Linked DNA regions of Mus musculus: all the other regions are linked to region 1. A link is a contact called in public ChIA-PET and HiChIP or PLAC-seq data. All regions are on one chromosome and are shown on one strand. The core of a region is the stretch at or near the end of the contact, and the rest is flanking DNA. Distances in the headings are between cores, read along the strand shown.

Region 1 (3,847 bases), core at 1,298-3,797:
TATATATTTTTTTTTTTTTTTTTTTTTTTCAAATAGCCCTGGCTGGCCTGGAACTCCATGTAGAATAGGCTAGCCTCAAACTGACATGTGCCTACTTCTGCCTCATCAGCACTGGAATTAAAAGTATGAACCACCACACTTGACTAAAGTTTTCAGTTGTGGTCAAGGGCCATGCTGGAGCCTAGGGCTGAAAGAACAATGTGAAGTGTCTGGCATCCTAACTAAATGCACCCAGTAGACCCTCCAGACATAATAGCATCCATCCTACTGTGCACCTGCTGTATCTGAAGGACTTCTCTTGGCCTTCCTTAAGTTTAATCCTATATAAATCTATATAGGAACGGTGCTTAAAAGTGAGCTGGGATGGAGATCTCCTCAAACTCGGAGTAAGTCTGGAGAGACCACTCTTGAAGCAGAATTCACTCTAGCATCTGTCACTCCAGTTCCAGGGGACCTTGCACTCATATGTACATACTGCAACACAGACACACACACGTACAATTATAAATAAAAAAAAATAAATAAATAAATAAAAATAAAGGTTTTGTTGCATTTCCCTTATTTTTCCCCATTCCATCTGCTTGAAATTGTCACCACGTAAGAGCGAGCTGGGAGTAACTGCCTCCGGCACTGGCTTTATAAACAGCTTCCTCGAGATCCTCAGGACACCTCGCCACTGTCAGAATGGGGGGGGGGGTAACACAGCTGGCGTCACCACCAGAAACAGATGCAACAAACTCAGTGGTAGGAAAAAAAAAATCCCCTCTGCCTCCAACACGAGCAGAGATACCAAGCCACGTCACTAATTATTTATTTTCCTGTTTTCTTATAATAGAGCCTTCATTTCTTTTTCCAGATGTCTTTGATAAATCAAAGGCAAATGGGGGGAGGTATCAGGTAAAAAAAAAATCCTTGGGTTGTGTGATATCACACAGAGTACAGGAAAACAGACTTCACACCTTACTTAGCCTCACAAGAATACAAAACTTAAAACTCACCAGGCAACAGTGGTTTGTTTTGTTTTGTTTTTTTTAAATTACCCCCACTTCCCTCTCATTTCCTCACCCAAACTATCTTCCTCTGGTCTATTCACTCCAAATATTCATCACCGACGGCACATCCCAACTACTGACCCTAACATCCTGTGTGATGATGTGTTAAATAAAGAGTCACTCATTTCCTGGGAGCTTTTTCAACTGGAGGCCTCTGAGACTAGGCTCCCAATTGTCTGAGCTATTTACAGTCACCGTGGACAATCTGTTCTGATAGGTGTCCCCTGCCCTCACTGGCAAAAGATGACGCTGAGTTTGTTGAAAGTTGTTGTCTTTGTAACTTTGCTACTTGTATCGGCGCTTGTTGATACTACATTTTAAGTCTTTACTGTGTCTGAATGGCTTAAGTTTAGGGCCTAAGGGTTCCTGATAGGCTGTGATCAACGCTATCATTAATGAGCTTGCATCTGTTCACCAAAGCTGCTTTTTCAAAGTTATATAACGTTTGTTCTCCGTCCAACTTTTCCCAACTCCTAGAAAAATTATGTATTTTTTTTTTTAAATCTGCCAGCCTCCATGCTTAGCAAACGTGTCGAGGCACCACTACATTACACACAGGCACCAAGGTTACCATCTAACGAAATAAACAAGTGCAAAACAACTTTTTAAAAAAGCACCGAGGGGGTAATGTTGGACTGTGCTGCCTGCAGCCTGGGTAAACTCCCCTCCCCGCCCCCCAGCAACAAAGTTGGAGCTGGGAGAGGATAGAATCCTTCGGCGCAGACACTGCTCCGCTTATCCTAAGAAATGGCATCAGAAGGTAAAGTAGGGCGCTTATACGACAACGTTAGGAAGCCGCTCGCTCCCATCTTCCAACAGCCAGCATATAGGGCAAAAACCCAAGTGTTGTAGACTTAATGGAGAGTGAAGCTAATTAGGGATAATGAAAGCTCTGTAGTAAGAGTCGCCGCGTATAAGGAGGATCTGAGCACCGAAGGCGCGGAGCAGGCTCGATGGCCTCCTGGGTCCTTTTCCCCACGGGACATGGCCAGCGCCGCTGTTAGCCGAAGTCAGTGGCGGGCTCCGGGATTCCCAGGACTCTGTTCCTCCCCCGGGGCGCGGCCTACGAGGGCCGGACGTAGCCCTCCCGGGCTCCCGCACTCACCCCTGCGATCTCTTCGGCAGAACATTCCAGCAAACTGCGGTCGATGGCCTGCACCTCGGGCTCCATCTCCGACGCCATCTTCTCTCCTCCTCCTCTCCCCGGGTGCTCTCGCCGCTGTCGCCTCTCCCCGGGCCTCAGCTTCGCCTCTGCTCCCGCAGCCGCGACGGTCACCCCTGTCCTGGGGCCGTCAGTCCCGGGCCGTCCGGGCTGCCGCCGAGCCGAGATGCGCGAGGAGCAAAGCGGGACGCGAACCTGCAGCGGGGACGGCAGCCGCTTGCGCGCGCGCCCGGGCTCGGCGCCCAGAAGTCAAGTCGCCTCCTCGCCCGTGACCGGGGGAAGGACACCGAGAACCCCAGGCCTGGCACTCCGGACAGCCACTACCGCGTTCAACGCCAAGAGAGGGGCAAAAACACCCAAGCGAGGGAGCAGGGCATTCTGGGTACTGTAGTCGTCCCCTGAGCGGCCAGGGAGAGAAGCGAAGCCTCTAATAAGGAGCGGCACACGAGTATCATGGGAGTTGTAGTCCATCCCCTGGCGGAAGCCTGGAAAAAGACAATTTAGAATCCGTGAGAGGGGCTTGACACCAGAAGAACGAAATAACGTTTGAGATCTCGTCTTAGTCTCTTAGTCCTATTTATTCTTGTCATTTTTTTTTTATCTCCCCAGCACCAAGAATAATCATTCCTGGCGCGATAGACACACAGCTGTCTGTCAAAAGTCTGGTATCTGATAAACCCTCAATTGTCAAAAGAATGAATGAATCGCGCGTTCTATCCCGGAGGTTCTAATGCCTTGTCATCCTGGCACTAGTCACCGAGGTGTATTTAGTACCGAGATTTTGAAAAGTTTTAAGGTACAATTGCAAGACATTTAATTTATGACCATTGATTGATATATATCCTTTTCTTTCCTTAAGTCTTGTTGCATCAGAAAAGGCGTCCAACGAATCAACTTAAAGACCAACTCTCAGAGTCAGACAACCCTGGAAGCACGCGCTTACTTCCGCGTCCAGCCTGCCTACTCCTGCGGCTGCGCGGAGGGAGAGCCAGGGCTAGAGCTGCGACTGCCATTGTTTTTTGCAGTTTCTCAAAAGGTCAAGGAAAAAAAAAAAAAAAAAAAAAAAAAAAAGACTTTAAGGTTCAATGGCAGGCCACAAAGCAACAGAAGAAATACTGGATATTTTTTTTTTTTTAGCTGCATTGCTTTAAGACTATACTGACAGAAGCAGATCTAAAAGCAGACCGATTGGAGGCTTATATACACTGACTGTAATTTGTGACATGTATTTGAATATCTTTTAAATTATCTTCGTGGAGAAGATTAGGCTCTCACAGATGACCAGACAAACCCTAATTGCCCTGTAGGAAGAGGCTGGTATCTTGTACTGGAGTTGTTAGGGTTAGACCTTGGAACCTGCGGCTCTAACAAGCTAGGCTCAAGCATATATCCTCAATATAACAATTAAAGAGATAAGCAATAATGAAGAGACAGAGAAAGGAGACTTATTCGATATAGCCACATTGGGGAGAGGGACAAAAAGGTCCAGTGACCATCTGCCCACCCTCAAGTTCACTACCTTTCAGAGTCCTGACATGAGGTTTAGTTTTAAAGAAAGGGCAGCCCTGGTCAAGGTGTGGTCCTAGTCCATCGCTGGTCCATCATTATCTTGACTCCAGTCTCTCTTGCAAGT
Region 2 (3,926 bases), core at 1,299-3,798, 260 kb before region 1:
CCTATAAGATCCAGTTTAGACATAAAGCAGACTTGTGGGAGACTCATGGCATAGACCCCAGACCCCCATGGACTACCACCCACTTTCTCTGGGCAGGTTCTCCATTCTCTGTGCTGAGGCCTGTTCCACTTAAGACTACTAAGCCTGAAGGCAGGCTCTGTGAGCCAGAAATAATCAGCAATTAATAATAAAGATGCAATACTAATAAACATAAATAAATAAAGTATTAAGAGGTGCCTAAGAGTCAAAGTTTGCCAAATCACTCCGTGACTGAAAATAATCTCTACTGATTACAAAATGAGTTTAGGCCTCAATGGGCTATAAGAGCCTTGCCAGCTCTATGACTCTGCATCTATGGATGTCTCCTAAGGAAAAGAAAGGAGCTTCCTGGGCTGTGATTAAGAAAAGGAGAAAGAGACAGGCGTGGTGGCACATGCCTTTAATCCCAGCACTCAGGAGGCAGAGGCAGGCGGATTTCTGAGTTCGAGGCCAGCCTGGTCTACAAAGTGAGTTCCAGGAGAGCCAGGGCTACACAGAGAAACCCTGTCTCGAAAAACCAAAAGAAAAAAGAAAAGGAGAAAGATGGGGGCTGGGGCAATGGCTCAGCTTTGAGAGTCCTGGCTGTTCTTCCAGAGGTCCCGAGTTCAATTCCCAACACCCACTTGGTGGCTCACAACCACCTGTAATGAGATCTGATGCTCTCATCTGTCTGATGCCCTCTTCCATCATGAGGCACTTATGCAAATAGAGCACTCGTATACAAAAATACATAAATAAAAACCTTACAAAACTTTAAAAGAAGCCGGGCAGTGGTGGCGCACGCCTTTAATCCCAGCACTTGGAAAGCAGAGGCAGGCAGATTTCTGAGATTGAGGCCAGCCTGGTCTGCAATGCAAGTTCCAGGATTGCCAGGGCTACACAGAGAAACCTTGTCTTGAAAGAGTAAAAGAAAAGAAAAGAAACAAAACAAAGAAAACAAAAGCCCAGGACTGGTGGGGAGGTAAGGGACCATCCTAGAACAGGTGAGACCTTTTAACAGGTATCTTCCAGTGAACTCACATTAACTCTAGGGAGTCTCACTTAAAAACAAAAAGTCCTATGTAGTTACAGTGTGTGTGTGCACACACGTGTGTGGATATGTGGATATGCACATGGAGGCCAGAGTTCCTTTCTGATACTGTTCTTCATCTTTTGTTTTTCAGACAAGGTTTCTCACTTGAACCTGGAGCGTGATCATTTGGTTGGACTGGCTGGTCTCCTGTGCATCTCTTTAGGTGCGGAGGTGCGGGGATCAGGGGTGCACAAACATTGCAGCGTCTGGCTTTTTATATCTGTCTTGGGGATCTGAACTCAGATCCTCTGGCAATCACTCTACCCACTGAGCCGAGTCCCCTGCCCCCATTCGCCACACATTTAACAGCTCAAATGGGAGGATTAATGTGTCCCAAACCACCAGCCCAGCATCCAGTGCTTAGGGAACATCTGGCCTGTGTACATCTGCTTGGTGCATAAAATGGATATCCAGAATACTCGGGGGAGGGGGGCCTTCGAGGACTTAGAAAGAAGGTCGATGGCTGCAAAGGTCTGAGAGGAAACTGAGCAATGATGAGCAGGGCAAAAGAGAGGTCTCAGTTCCTTGTCCTTCGATTTTTAAAATCTACCTCCTTCACTTCAGTCTCCTCTGCGCTCGATGCTTTCAAAAAAGTGACCTCTTGATCCTTTGAGTGTGAGTCTCTTCTCTCCACATACACTCACCGCCCCTCCATATAATCCTATGTAAAGCCCCCCCCCTTTTTTTTTTTGGTCTGCCAATAAATATTTGCAACTCAGTACCTGTTCTCAAGAAGCCAAAACCATACACAAATTAGGTTGTAGTGAAAGCACCACGGGAAAATTTTCAGGTTCCCTTTTCTACGTCATATGGACCTTTTCAGTTCCTCAAATTCGCCCTCTGGCTTCTAGGCCGGCAGGGCCTCCTCATCTGCCTCTGTTTCTGTGGTTTCTGCGGAGTGAGTTCCTCTGCACGCCATGCTTTCCCTGGCCAACTCTTCATTTCGCAGCAGGCTTCCTGTATGAAGCCTTCCCTCCACCCCCACCTCTAGTCTTGATGAGCAACTACCCCCGGATTCGCCCAAAAGCAGGGATCTCCAGGTTATCCGAGAGTCACAGCACCCAGCATTGCCGCAAAGCACACAGCAGGGCCAAGGAGACCCCAGCCCAGGTCCTGCCAGGCCCAGACCCTTCCCACAGGCCCCGCCCCCTCCCGCCCCTCGGGCTTGGCTACGCCCCGCGGCCCCGCCCCCTCACCTTCGCATTTGCTGGGCAATCGCACCCAGTCGGTCTCCTCAGCCCCGGCGGGACTCGGGCCTAGCTTCGGGGCAGGAAGGAGCAGCAGCGGAAGCAGCAGCAGCAAAGGAAATAAGAGGCAGCGGGGCGCGAGCTCAGACATGGACTCCATGGCCCAGCCGGACCCAGAGCAGAGCGGACCCGGCGGCGCTTCCTCCGGCAGCGCGCGCGGAGCAGCTTCCCCCGGCCGCTTCCGGGACTGCGCACGTGCCTCTGGGTAACCACGGCAACGGCGAGCTCCGGCCCGCCCCACGCCCGGTAGCCTCTAGCGGCTTGCGAAACCGACCAAGGCCCGCGGGCGACGCAACCAATGGGTTCGCTCGGCGTCTGCTTTATAGCCAATGAGAGGAACTATCTTTTTTTTTTCCCATCTCAGCCAATCAGAGAGCGGATGGTGGCTTTGGCGCCCTATAGCGATATCACTGCCAGCTAAAGGAGGCTCAGTAGCTGGAGCATCAGTTCCTAGCGGGTGAACCTTCATCATACCTTGGATGAACCAGCCTTGGGCATTCTAGCCCTGGATAACGGACTATCTTTCATGGTTTTGTTTCTTGTTTTCTGTCTTTTGTTCTTCGAGACAGGGTTTCTTTGTATCCTTGGCTGTCCTGGAATTTACTGCGTGGACCAGGCCGGCCTCGAATTCAGAAATCCAGCTGCCTCTAAGTGCACCTCCACACCGGGCCTCGTGGTCCTCTCCCCGCACCCCCACCCCCATTAAGGTGTTAATAAAAAAGTCTTTATATATTTATTTTGGGTTGGAAGACGACTGGAATCAGTTGCCTCCTTCCACCATGTTGGTTCTGGACCTCAAACTTGGATCCTTAAGGCTTAATGGTGGCCCTCTTTAGTCACTAACCTAACTCATCAACCCTAACCATGGCTTTCTTTATAAAGTTGCAAGCACTCACTAGACACCGGCTTTTAAGGCTTATTATTGCAGCCACTCACTCGAATAGATACTTAGGGCCTCACAACAGCCCAGATATCCAGTAATTGCGTTTCTCCTTATGAAAACTAGATTAATAAACAGATAAGAGTGATCCTCTTAGCCGGGCATGGTCACACGACTTTAATCCCAGCACTCGGGAGGCAGAGGCAGGCAGATTTCTGAGTTCGAGGCCAGCCTGGTCTACAAAGTGAGTTCCAGGACAGCCAGGGCTGCACAGAGAAACTCTGTCTCGAAAAACAAACAAAGAGTGATCCTCCTACATCTCGAGGTTTGCCTGTTGGGAAGCTCAAATCAATAATTCATGAATTAATGGAATTAAAAAAGAAATCCCTAGTTTTAGGGATGTTGCTCACTGGGAGATCTTTGCCTAGCACTTGACTACCATGTGCAAATCCCTGGTGATCCATCTCCAGGCTGGCATAAACCTGTCATTGGCTATATAGTGAGGGGGAGGGAGATATAGCCTGAGCTACTTGAGGCCATATCTACAAAACAAAACAAAACCACCTTGAAGTATGTGGGACAGATGGATAAACATCCCAGCATTTTTTGTATGGTATTCCAATCTCTTTTGTTATTTGTTTGGATTCTGAGCTCCTAAAAGGCAGGAACCTGGCATTGGACATTTACA
Region 3 (3,909 bases), core at 1,132-3,631, 260 kb after region 1:
CACAGCATCTCTTGAGTCCATGTTTGGTAAGATGACTATACTAGTAACCCAGCTGCTTTCCATTCTCCATCTTCTGCTATGTGTGTGTGTATGTATGTATGCATGTATGTATGTATGTATGTATGTATTTGGTATGTATGTGTATGTATGTATGTGTGTGTGTGTATTTGGTATGTATGTGTATGTGTGTTTGTATGCATGTCTGTAGGTATATATGTGTGTATGTATGTGTGCATATGCATGTATGTGTTCTGCTATGTATGTATATGGCTGTATAGATACACGTGTATATGTATGTGTGTATGTATTGTGCATATATGTATGTGAATATATGGATGTGCATGTATGTGTTTAGTATATATGTGTGTGCATACATATGTATTATATGTGTGTTTGTATATGTAAATGCATGAATATGTGTGTGTATGGATGGATATATGGTTATTATGGTTATATGGATGCATTTGTGTATGTGTATATATATTTATGTATTTTAGACAAGGTCTTGCATTTAGCCCTGGCTGCCTGGACTTTGCTCCAAAGATCCAGCTGTTCTCAAAGTCACAGAGATGTTCTGGGACTAAAGGTGTCTGCCACCACTCCTGGCTTATCTACTGATCTTCTAAGCTATAAGACTAACACTGAAGAAAGCATTGTCAGACTTTCATCCTTCCACTGTTAGCAATATCATGACCAAAGCAACTTAGGGGGAAAGGAGGGATTTATTTAGCTTATACTTTCAGGTCCCAGGTCATCACTGAAGGAAGTTGAGGCAGGAACTTATAGGCAAGCCTGCTTGCTATTCCATACAGAATTAACTCTGGCCCCAACTTCAACTCCAAAACCAAAGAAGTCTCATGGGGGTGTGAGTGATACTTCTTGCTGGCTAGCTGGTGCCTGCCTAGCTTTCCTACACAGTCCAAAGCTGCCTGCCTATGTCACCCAGTGGCTGGCCCTTTTCTATCAGCTGACAGTCTACCATAGACATGCCCTTAGGCCAATCTGATTGGAAGAGTCCCTCTGTAGAGACTCTCAGGTGATTTCTAGGTTGAGCCAAGTTGATAGTTAAAACCAAATAAGACAGGGGAGATGTAACATCCAAATTATATTAGGACGCCGGGCATGGTGGCTTAACCTGCAACCCAGGTAGGAGAATCACCATGTGTTTGAGACCAACCTGGATTCATGTTAAGTTCCAGGCTACAGAGACCCTATCTCAGAAACCTACAAAATCAGGTATGGTAATGCACAGTTGTAATCTTGGCACTCAGGAGAAAGAGGCAGGAAGAGCAGAGGTTCAAGACTGCCCTCAGCTACACAGTGGGTTTGAGGCCAGTCTGGAGAGATTGACTAAAATTCAAGAGGAGCAAAGAAGGAAATGTCCTCACCAAGGGGCAGGACTGTAAGGGGATTTTCTTCCTTTTATTTTGAATCTGTTGGCAACAAATGAGGTTTATGGGTGGGGGAGAATAGCCCATCTTTTAAACTGTTGAGGGGGAAGTTGGCTCCGAGGGTGAAGCACGGCATCTGCCTCCCTCTGTGCACACGAGCATGGCCCTGAGATCCACTTCAGAAATTCTGTTGGAGCAAATTAACTACAAGGCAGTCGCCCTCTCCCACTGTCCGGGCCAATTATCTATCAACTTGACACAAACTGAGGGAGCCTCAGATAGAAAATGCCTCTATATGATCCCAATATAGGTAGACCTGGGGGCATTTTCTTAATAAGTGGTTGACTCTGAGTGGTACTAGCCTGTATTGATGGTCCTGAGTTCTATAAGAAAGTGGCTGAGGCGGGACAGTGGTGGCCATGACAGCACATACCCAAATCCCAGCAGCCGGAGCAGAGGCAGGTGGATCTCTGAATTCGAAACCAACCTGGTCTACAGAGCAAGTTCCAGGACACCCATGGCTACACAGAGCATCCCTGTCTCAAAAACTAAAAAGACAAAGGAGAGGGGGAAGGAGGGAAGAAGAGGAGGAGGAAGAAGGAGAAGAGGAGGAGGAGAAGAGGAGGAGGAGGAAGGAGAAGAGGAGGAAGGAGAAGAGGAGGAGGAGGAGGAGGAGGAGGAGGAGGAGGAGGAGGAGGAGGAGGAGGAGGAGGAGGAGGAGAAAGAGAAAACAAGCCAAGAAAACCACAAGGAACAAGCCAGAAAGCAGCACCCTTCATGACCTCTGCATCAGCTCCTGCCTCCAATTTCCCACCCTGTTTGGTTTCCTTCCTTGGTTTTCCTGAACAGGCTATGTGGTTCAAGATGTGACGGCCAAAGAAATGTTTTGCTTTTGGTCATGGAGTTTCAGCAGTAGTAAATCTGACCCTGACTAAAATACTGTGCGCCTTCCCTCAAATCAGCAAAACTACTTGGACAGTGGCCATGGCCTGCGCCTGCCCACACTGAGGGAGCTGGCCTGTGCCCAGATCAGGACATCTGCTCCACTCATCTTAGTAGATCTAGTCTCTGGCTCTGGAGGCAGGGAAAACCTCTCCAATTAATAACAAGATCTAAAAGCAGGATGAAGACAGGAGTCTGTAGCTCCAATTTCAAGGGCCACATGCTCTCTTCTGACTGTTGATGGCACCGGGCACATTTGGGGCACACAGGAGCTGAGGATGTAGCTCAGTTGAGAAAGCGCTTGCTGAGCAAGCAGGAAGCCAAGGGTTCCCCAGTACCACTTAAACTGGGTGTGGTCATGTTCATCTCTAATCTCAGCACTTCGTAGGTGGAGGCAGGAAGATCTGATATTCAAGGTCATCCTTGGTTACTTATCAAGTTGAAGCCAGCCTGGGCTACATGAGACGGTGCCTCCAATAAATGAAAAATAATGATAGGCCAAGGAGGAGTGACTTGCTAGAGGTCATTTCCATGCTATTCTTCGGGGACCTTTCCTAGACCTGTGAACTTAGCTGGCTACATGGCTGCCAGGGTTGACTGACTGTAGATTCCCTGGCCACTACAGCAAAGCAGAAGATACCCAGTTCTGTAGTGATAACCAAATCTACAATTACAATAAACCTGAATTTTATTGCCTAGACTTTTCTTGGGTCTAGAATCTTGGATTCAATCTCCAGGATCTTGGTTCCTCATTTACATACTCCAGGTTTTTACTCCTCATTTGCATATTCCAGGTTCCTATTCCTTACTTATATACACCAGGTCCTTATTCTTTATTTGCATACTCCAGGATCTTATTCCTCATTTGCATACTCTAGGTTCCTATTCCTCATTTGCATACTCCAGGGTTGTTTTTGGTTTTTGGGGTTTTTTTTGTTTTTTTGTTTTTGGTTTCCCATGTATATATTCCAGGTTCTTGGCGCCTCACTTATATACGCCTGATTTTTGGTTCCTAGTTTGCATATTCCAGATTCTTGGTTCCTCATTTGCATGTTCCGGATTTTTTTGGTTCCTCATTTGCAAACTCCTGGTTCTTGGTTTCTCATTTGGATACTCCAGATTTTTGGTTTCCCATGTACATATTCCAGGTTTTTGGTTCCTTGCGTACATACTCCAGGTTCTCATGCCTTATGTCCATACTCCAGATTCTTGGTTCCTCATTTGCATACTCCAGATGAGTTGGTGCCTCTTCAGCTTCGGCTATTTTCCTCTGATGGTCTGCTTGTGGGTGTGTTAGTTTTTGTTGAATGTTGGTCGTGTGTGTGTAGGCCAGATAACACCCTTACACTGTTATTCCTGAAAACTGCCCACTGTGTTTTTGAGATTAGGTCTCTCCTTGGCCTTGATCTTACCAAGTTGGCTACGGCCTGACTAGGAAAGCCCCTGCCTGTCTTTGCCTCCCCATGACAGGCTGCGTGGTTTGTTTCTTTTCTTTTCTTTCTTTTTTTTTTTTGTCTCCTCACGTGGGTTCCCGGCTTCCAACTCAGGTTTTCCTGTTGCAGGGCAGCATCTTACT

Evidence for each region. ChIA-PET counts read pairs in DNA pulled down with a chosen protein or histone mark. HiChIP or PLAC-seq counts read pairs in DNA pulled down with a chosen protein or histone mark.
Region 2: an H3K27ac HiChIP or PLAC-seq map of microglia shows a contact between it and region 1, with 7 times the contacts expected there. The contact joins the promoter of Cnpy3 here to the promoter of Ubr2 in region 1. A contact is called at or near these places in 3 of 39 promoter capture datasets (the SN4741 cell line, hippocampal neurons and pre-B cells), 2 of 484 Hi-C or Micro-C datasets (B cells and CD4 T cells), 3 of 115 datasets of contacts at active chromatin or transcription factors (the SCID.adh cell line, effector CD8 T cells and microglia) and 1 of 9 other capture datasets (adipose tissue).
Region 3: a contact with region 1 is called in an RNA polymerase II ChIA-PET map of memory CD8 T cells, with 13 read pairs. The contact joins the enhancer-like site here to the promoter of Ubr2 in region 1. A contact is called at or near these places in 1 of 39 promoter capture datasets (the 3T3-L1 cell line), 1 of 484 Hi-C or Micro-C datasets (bone marrow-derived macrophages), 7 of 115 datasets of contacts at active chromatin or transcription factors (bone marrow-derived macrophages, embryonic stem cells, fetal liver and 3 more) and 2 of 9 other capture datasets (macrophages and pancreatic islet).

Annotation. Positions count from the first base shown.
Region 1 is chr17:47,007,985-47,011,831 of GRCm38.p6, forward strand. Ubr2 (ubiquitin protein ligase E3 component n-recognin 2) reads right to left here and starts at 2,548. Exons shown (of 47, transcript NM_146078.3): 1 at 2,158-2,548. The coding sequence starts at 2,235.
Region 2 is chr17:46,749,666-46,753,591 of GRCm38.p6, forward strand. It overlaps Cnpy3 (canopy FGF signaling regulator 3), which reads right to left and starts at 2,549. Exons shown (of 6, transcript NM_028065.4): 1 at 2,308-2,549. The coding sequence starts at 2,458.
Region 3 is chr17:47,269,815-47,273,723 of GRCm38.p6, forward strand. The region is part of intron 1 of Trerf1 (transcriptional regulating factor 1); the gene reads left to right. Among named protein-coding and RNA genes, the nearest start is that of Trerf1, 42 kb to the left of the region's middle. Within about 2 kb of position 2,382, at least 43 of the 459 cell types and tissues checked have an H3K27ac peak or open chromatin away from gene starts, as enhancers often do. A contact at or near this core is called in bone marrow-derived macrophages, fetal liver and memory CD8 T cells, where this site is marked.